Regions from separate parts of the Sus scrofa genome. Here region 2 is linked to region 1. The links are chromatin contacts, called in public HiChIP or PLAC-seq maps. All regions are on one chromosome and are shown on one strand. Each heading gives the region's core, a stretch centred on a gene start, on an enhancer-like site or on the middle of the called end of the contact. The rest is flanking DNA. Distances are from core to core; before and after follow the strand shown. Region 1 holds the start of ABCC10 (multidrug resistance-associated protein 7). Region 2 holds the start of TJAP1 (tight junction-associated protein 1).

Evidence for each region. HiChIP or PLAC-seq counts read pairs in DNA pulled down with a chosen protein or histone mark.
Region 2: an H3K27ac HiChIP or PLAC-seq map of alveolar macrophages shows a contact between it and region 1. The contact joins the promoter of TJAP1 here to the promoter of ABCC10 in region 1. A contact is called at or near these places in 1 of 47 Hi-C or Micro-C datasets (blood) and 1 of 2 datasets of contacts at active chromatin or transcription factors (alveolar macrophages).

The regions. Positions count from the first base shown.
Region 1 is chr7:38,430,318-38,434,357 of Sscrofa11.1, forward strand. It overlaps ABCC10 (multidrug resistance-associated protein 7), which reads left to right and starts at 2,403. Exons shown (of 21, transcript XR_002345741.1): 1 at 2,403-2,721.
Region 2 is chr7:38,472,851-38,476,890 of Sscrofa11.1, forward strand. TJAP1 (tight junction-associated protein 1) reads left to right here and starts at 2,331. Exons shown (of 10, transcript XM_021098776.1): 1 at 2,331-2,432; 2 at 2,945-3,046.

The DNA of each region.
Region 1 (4,040 bases), core at 1,153-3,652:
AGTACACAGAAAAGAAGTTTATTTAAGAAGCAAAGAAGTAATACACACCTAAAGAGGACTGCAGGTGTGGGCAACCCCCTGCGTGGGGAGCACACCAGAGAGGTGTTTTAAATCACTTATATAGGACAGTTCTTCCAGGTCTTCCTTTTCCTTTGGCCAATTATCTTGTTTTTTTTCTCACACCTGACCAGACCCAGAGCCTTCCCCAATACACATGCACATCTTTTGGCAAAGATGGGTTCCAGAGCAAGGGGTCCTGTGGACTGTATTAGGACTTACTATGGCCTGGTGCCCCTTCCTTTTTTGACCCCTAGTGGTCTTATTGCACATGTGTAATTGTGGAGATCTCCTTGACCCCAGGAGTGATTGAAGTGGTCATCTTTCTACTCCTGCAGAGCTCAGCTCCTGCAATTAACTCTCTCCAGGAAGTGTCAAAGAGAAGCAAAGGCCGGAGTTCCTATTGTGGCGCAGCGGTTAACGAATCTGACTAGGAACCATGAGGTTGCAGGTTCGATCCCTGGCCTTGATCAGTGGGTTAAGGATCTGGCATTGCTGTGAGCTGTGGTGTGGGTCGCAGACGCAGCTCAGATTCCCTGTTGCTGTGGCTCTGGGAACCCTAGCCTGGGAACCTCCATATGCCACGGGAGCAGCTCAAGGAAAAGACAAAAAAGAAAAAAAAAAGAGAGAGAAGCAAAGCCCAATTTACTCAGCCTCATAAGTCCCAGCTGTTCTCAGCCCAGGGGCCCATCCTACTCCAATCCCTTAATTATTAGGGGTGTGAAATGCACACCTGCATTTAACTTTGTAAAAATAGGACCATTCATTTCTGACATTAGAGATTCTAGGCCTCTTTTTGAGATTAAGTGGGATAATCAGAGTTATCTGTTGAACTACTTTTCTTTGGGCACTGCGCATTCTTTTTTTTTTTTTTTTTTGTCTTTTGTTGTTGTTGTTGCTATTTCTTGGGCCGCTCCCGCGGCATATGGAGGTTCCCAGGCTAGGGGTTGAATCGGAGCTGTAGCCACCGGCCTACGCCAGAGCCACAGCAACGCCGGATCGTTAACCCACTGAGCAAGGGCAGGGACCAAACCCGCAACCTCATGGTTCCTAGTCGGATTCGTTAACCACTGCGCCACGACGGGAACTCCGGCACTGCGCATTCTTAAGTGAGGTGTAAGCCAGTATCGTGTCCTTTAAGCAAATAATAAAACTAAGATGCAAAAGTAGGAGTTCCTGTTGTGGTTCAGTGGGTTAAGAACACAACATAGTGTCCATGAAGATGTAGATTCAATTCCTTGCTCATTGAGTTAAGGATCTTGCATTGCCACAAACTGTGGCTTAGGTCCAAGATGCAGCTCGGATCCAGCCTTGCTGCGGCTGTGGCGAAGGCCTGCAGCTGCCACTCCAATTTGACCCCAAGCCTGGGGAACTTCCATAAGCAGGTGCCGCTGTAAAAAGAAAAGAAAGGGGGAAAAAAGATGCAAAAGTAACTTGCCCAGGATCACACTGCTGAAAGTTGGCAGGGTCAGGAATCAAACTCGATCTGTTTTACTATAAAGCTTATGTTCTTCCACTGCTTACCAAAGAGATTTATTTATTGCAGGACAACTCTAAGCAAGGCACTTGCCCATAGGACTAATTATTCAACTCTCTCAACAGTACTTTGGTACGGTGTTATTCCCCCTTTTGTAAAGATAAAGAAACAGGTTCACAGAAGTTAGGTAACTTCCCTGAGGAAGTGTCCCCAGGTGGCGCATAGCTCTCACGTTTGGCTTCCCTTGCTGCAAGTTTTAAGAATTAGAAAGTGTGGGAGCTCCCCTTGTGAAGGAGAAACGAATACGACCCGTGTTCATGAGGATGCGGGGTTTGATGCCTGGCCTCCTTCAGTGGGTCAGGGATCCAGCGTTGCCTTAAGCTGTGGTGTAGGTCAAAGGCGGCTCTGATCCCGAGTTGCTGTGACTGTGGGTAGGCCGGCAGCTGTAGCTCGGCTTGGAACCCCTGTCCTTGGAACTTCCATTTGCCGCGGGTGCGGCCCTAAAATGCAAAAAAAAAAAAAAAAAAAAAAAAAAAAAATTAGAAAGCGCAATGCATGTGCCTGCTAGTAAACAGCAGACAGATGGGAGCAAGTATTCTACATTAGTGCACGGCTGACGCTGCATCAGAGCTGAGATGAATTCATCTGCAAAAGAGCAGCATAAGCGCGCCCAAACACCCTGGTGCAACCCACAGCTGCGGGCGAGTTTACCCAGGCCTTCGCAGACTGAGAGCGGTGCGCACGCGCACAGAAACCCTGCAAATGGAAGGCCCGAGAGGCGCCTGGGAGGTCATCCCGCCTCTAGAGGGTGCCAAGCGGGCCTGGCCAGGGTCCCCAAGCCGGGAGCCCGCTCTTTTGCTTCCACCGGGGACGCGCTGTCACTCTGGCTCCACCCCTGCTTCCTGATTAGCGTCCCGGCCCCCCGGGTGCCGGCTCTCCGCACTTAGCACTTGGGAATTCGGATTCTCTTTTCTAGGGAAAGCTTCTCCCTCTTCACCCTCGGCTTTCCCCGCAGGTGAGGCCTCCATGGAGCGGTTCCTGGCCCAGCTGTGCGGTACCAGCGCGCTGCAGCCGCTCCCAGTGTGGGAGGGGGACACCACCGGCCACTGCTTCACCCAGCTGGTGCTCAGCGCCCTGCCCCACGCGCTCCTCGCCGTGCTCAGTGCCTGCCACTGGGGCAACCCGAGGTGGGTAGAGAGGGATGCAAGACACCCGTCCATGTGTGCCTGCAGACCTCGCTCGAAACCCACGTTTCCGCGGCAGTGTAACCGAAATATGTCTGTGGGGTAGGGGCAAAAGAAGAATAAAATTTGGGCATCACCACTTTGCCACTCTGTTTTGGGTCAAGTTAACTATCTTCCCTGAGCCTCATAGCACTGTTGGAAGATTTAAATTACATAATGCGTTTAAGCATACAGTGCAGTGCCTGGCACATTTTTAAAGTCCCAATGCCATGTAGAAATCATGACTTCTGTAGATCTTCAGATGCCCAAACACAGTTGTCATGAATTGGAGGCAAAAGTGGGTGAGCAGTGTTTTGAAGCCAAAAAGATTAACATGTTCTGAAGTTGTTGGACCAGTTCCTTACCACTTCCGTCTACGAAACCTCATTGTTTCTAGGCTAAGAAAAGTATATGTATTCAAGTGGAAAAGATGTAATGGGTAGAAGAGAAGAGCAAAATCAGAACCTTAATCCTTCCTGAACTGGGGGCTATAATTTGCAGGTGCTAAACTCACCTTGATTTTATACTAATTCCTATATGGCTAGTTATGGCTAAATGTCATCTTAAGCTCTGGCTTCTGACAAGGCAGGAGGAAAGTCTAGTCTGTCTTTGGGAGTCTCTAGTCTAATGGACAGAATGTGACCCTCTCTAAGGTGATGTGGTATAGGATGGAAGCTGTAGCTCCCATTCGACCCCTGGCCTGGGAACTTCCATATGCCAAGGGTGTGGCCCTAAAAAGCAAAAACAAGGCAAAACAAAAACAAAGGAACAAAACTGACATAGTCCTTTGGGAACTCACAGTGTAAGGAGAAAACAAGAAGGTCCATCCTGTAATCCATAGAAGTTGTGGTTTTCTCGGAGTTCCCGTCGTGGCGCAGTGGTTAACGAATCCGACTAGGAACCATGAGGTTGTGGGTTCGGTCCCTGCCCTTGCTCAGTGGGTTAACGATCCGGCGTTGCCGCGAGCTGTGGTGTAGGTTGCAGACGCGGCTCGGATCCCGCGTTGCTGTGGCTCTGGCGTAGGCGGGTGGCTACAGCTCCGATTCAACCCCTAGCCTGGGAACCTCCATATGCCGCGGGAGCGGCCCAAGAAATAGCAACAACAACAACAAAAGACAAAAGACAAAAAAAAAAAAAAAGAAATTGTGGTTATCTCACTTCACTTGACAGACTTTTGCAAGTTGCTGAAGAGGGTTAGAGAGATTCACAATCTCAGACAGGAAAGAACCTCAGAGGGCATTGGATCCAGACTCCTCACTGCTCACTGTGCTGATGAGGAAAAT
Region 2 (4,040 bases), core at 1,081-3,580, 42 kb after region 1:
TTTGGCCACCCCTATGGCATGTGGAAGTTCCTGGGCCAGAGGTCGAATCTGTGCCACAGCAGCAGCCCAAGCCACTGCAGTGACATCAGATACTTAATCTGCTGCGCCCCAAGGGAACTCCTATTTAGAGAAATTTTATTAATTTAACAAACTAATAAATTAATTTTATTAAATTAATAATAATACAAAATTGTATCAGATTGAAAAGCATAGATGAGAAATAAAAGTGACTGCCCCCTTTTTCCAGGCCCTGCCAATCTCTGCTGACATTTTATTTGTTTGTGTTGCTAGAGGAGTGAGTGCTTGAGGCCAGCTCCACCAAGGGACAGACACGGCTCCCAAGTGTAGGCCCAGGGAAATGGGACACCTCTCCACTCTGAAATGTTGATGAACTGTTGCGGGGGGAGAAGGACAGGGGAGCAGATGGAATTCCTGAACGATTGTTCCGGCTGTCACCAGAGAAGACAGGCAGGAGGGAGCACTGGATAATTTACGGAAGAACAGATGCTAAGGCTTCTCCGGAACCATCTGGCCAAAGAGGCCTGGGCTTGGCGTGGATATTGTCTTTTTTATTATTTTATTTTATTTTATTGCTTTAAGGGTCACACCCATGGCATATGGAGGTTCCCAGGCTAGGGGTTGAGCTGGAGCTGGAGCTGCTGGTCTACACCACAGCAACAGCAATGCCAGATCCGAACCACATCTTCAACCTACACCACAGCTCATGGCAGCGCTGTATGCTTAACGTACTGTGCGAGGCCAGGGATCAAACCTGAGTCCTCACGGATGCTAGTCAGATTAGTTTCCACTGAGCCACGATAGAAACTTCGGATATTGTCTTTAGATCTGGGTAAACTCCTCAGCCTCCAGCTCGTCCCATTTTCTCTACCTGAACTGGGGCTTTTCCAGGAGAGCTCTGCTCCCTGAGGACCCTGCTCCAGTTTCACCTGGCTCTCATCCTACTCCCTCCCTCACTGAGTCTGGCTTCTGTCTTTGCTCCCATTCCTGATGTGGCCAAGTCTGGCCTTGGGAACCTGTACCTTCCATGTATGCATTTCCCTATTTTACAGTATTTTCAACACCTTCTCCCCATCAATACATTCCAAAATCCTGGAGTTCCCCTTGTGGCTCAGCAGAATCCTGACTAGTATCCATGAAGACTCAATCCCTGGCCTCGTTCAGTGGGTTAAGTGTCCGGCATTGCCGTGAGCTGTTGTGTAGCTCACAGACGCAGCTAGGATCCCTCATTGCTGTGGCTGTGGTGTAGGCTAGCAGCTCCAGCTCTGATTCGACCCCTAGCCTGGGAACTTCCATATGCCAGAGGTGCAGCCCCAAAAAGAAAAAAAAAAAAATCCAGAATCCCTCTATTACTCATCTCTATGCTATTCATTCATTCAATAAACATTTATTGAGTACCTACCATGCATAGACGCTGGGGATAGAATAATGACTGAGAAAAAGTTCCAGATCTTTGGAGTCTGCATTACAGTGGGAGATGGTCAACAAAGAAAAATACAGTATGTCAGATAATGATAAGTACAATGAAAGAAAATATTAAAGCAGAGTAGGGGAGAGTGATTAGAGATGTTGTTTTAGATAGAGTGGCCAGGGAATGCTTCTCTGAGGTGGTAACATTTGAGCAGAGACACAAATGGGAGGAGATATCTGGAGGAAGCACATCGCAGACACAGGGAACAGCAAACTTAAAAGCCCTGAGGCGGAAGTATTCTTAGTGCAGAATGCTATGCTATTTATTTTTTAAGCATTTATTGTGTGTCAGGCACCTGCTGCAGACTATGAAGATGCAACCAGACATTATTTTTGCCCTGAAGGAGCAGCAGCTTAGTGAGAGACACAGCATGTAAATATATTACAGCATAGGATAGCTACAGTGAAGTTATGTGTAAGTGGCTAGAGGTACCTACCAAAAGGAGCACCAAATCCAATCTGGGGAAATGGAGAAGGCTTCCTGGAGGAGGTGACAATTTGAGTTGAAAGCTGAAGGAGGAGTAGAAATTCATAATGCCAGGGGCATTAAGGGACTGAAAACAGGACAGCTGGGATCCATAAATCTCTGCGGAGAGGTGGAAAATGAGGCTGATGAAGGGGCGAAGAAGCTGGATCTTGCCAATTTCTACGTGGCAAGCTGAGACGCTGTCTTTTATCCTTTGAGTGATGGGGAACCAGTGCTACAATTCTCTCACTGTATTTTTGTGCTGTTTTACCTCATTCTTTTTTTCGCTTTTGTCTTTTCAGTATCAAAATCTTTTCCTACCACCGGGCGCCCCACAGCCACAGCCGAGGCCACACCCCATGACCACGCCCCCGATGACGCGCGGCGCCTGGTGCGTGGGGATTCCCGCGGCCGTGGCCACTACCCAGCCTGCCCCGCGGCAAGATGGCGGCCTGAAGGCAGTGGGCAGCGGCAGAAAGTTTGTTTTGGGATTGGAGTAGATGGGCCGGGAGTCTAGAGTTGGGGGGTCGCGGGGACGCCAACATGGAGTTGGGGCGGAGGAGGGGCTAACTTCGGGGTTGAGAAGAGGAAATGGAGTGGTGAAAGGTTGGAGGCGGAGAGGAAAAAAAGGGGGATAAGGATGGAGGGGAGGGGGCCTAAATTCCAGTCGTAGCCTTGGGGGAGGGGATTCGAAGCGGAGAACCAGAAGTAGGTGTGCAGTCCGGACGAAGCAGAGTCACAGATTAGAGGGGAACTTCTTAGCAGAGAGTGAGAGTAAAAAGTCCGGAGCATGGGGCCGAGGCCCAACCGTACCAGGCCGGCAGGAGAGGAAAGGGGTCTTATCCATGGAGGAAGATAATAGCGAAGGGGGAACGAGAGACCTGAAGGATGCTGGGCAGGTTTGGTAAGGAGGAAATAAAGCCAGTCAGATGACCCTTTTCTAGACTTAGATCAGCCTTTCCACAGTTCTTATAGCAGCATGTGCCCCAGTTTCAGCTGAAGACTCAGGGGCCCCAGGGACTGGAAGAAATCACAGTGCCTACTTGGAAAGAAGAAGAGGTAGCGACTTGCCCCAGCTCAACCCCAGAGCGGGTAAGGTGGCCTCCGGTGACAGATTGGCATGCTCCCTGGGTGCAGGGTGCATGGGCTCCGAGTGATGCTGAAAATCATTTAATCTGAGAAGGGCACTTTTCCATAGAGGCTGCCCTTTGCCTGTGATCTCTAAGTTAGTGTTCTACTTAGATCTCATTTTTGAGAGTTGGGCGTAGAATTGAGCCTTGTATGCCTTTACCTGTGCAGGCAAATGTGGACAAGAGCCTAGAGATCAGGCTGAGAGTATTTTAACACATCCCTGTCACAAGCAGTTTCCTTCATGCTCACTGTATTTTCCTTGATCTCCCCGTCACATCTTCAGTTTGGTATTCTGCCTGAAGTGGAGATATGTGGGGGACAGATGGTGGGGAGTCATAAGAAAACAAATTTTTGATGGTGTTCACTAACCGTTTAGGAACTGGCTGTCACCAACTCATTCCTGAATTCACTCTTGCAGCATGCCCACCTCTTTTGGTCATTTCTTTTGGTAAGAAGGGCCCATTAGTGTTCTTTGGAGGTGTGGATTTGGTGGGTAGTGGGGTCAGAAGAGTGAGGAAGGCAGACTGGGTTTAGGGAGGGGAAACCCAGATGAGTGTATGATAAGAGGTTAAGGTAACCAGTGTAAGGTTCTGCGAATGTTTTTCACATCATTCTGTCCCTAAGACCCCTAGAATTTGAGAGCCGCTTTATAGCCTGGATCAGTTTGATGATGGAAGGAAAGCATTGTAGAACTTGCCCATTTCTCTTCTGGTAGCTTTCTTCTCTTCCTTTATTTTCTTCCTATCAAATCACCTTTTTTTTTTTTTTTTTTTTGGTCTTTCTTTTTTAGGGCATGTGGATGTTCCCAGGCTAGGGGTCTAATTGGAGCTGTAGCCACTGGCCTACGCCACAGCCACAGCCACAGCAACATGGGATCTGAGCCGTGTCTGCAACCTACACCACAGCTCACGGCAATGCCAGATCCTTAACCCACTGAGCGAGGCCAGGGATTGAA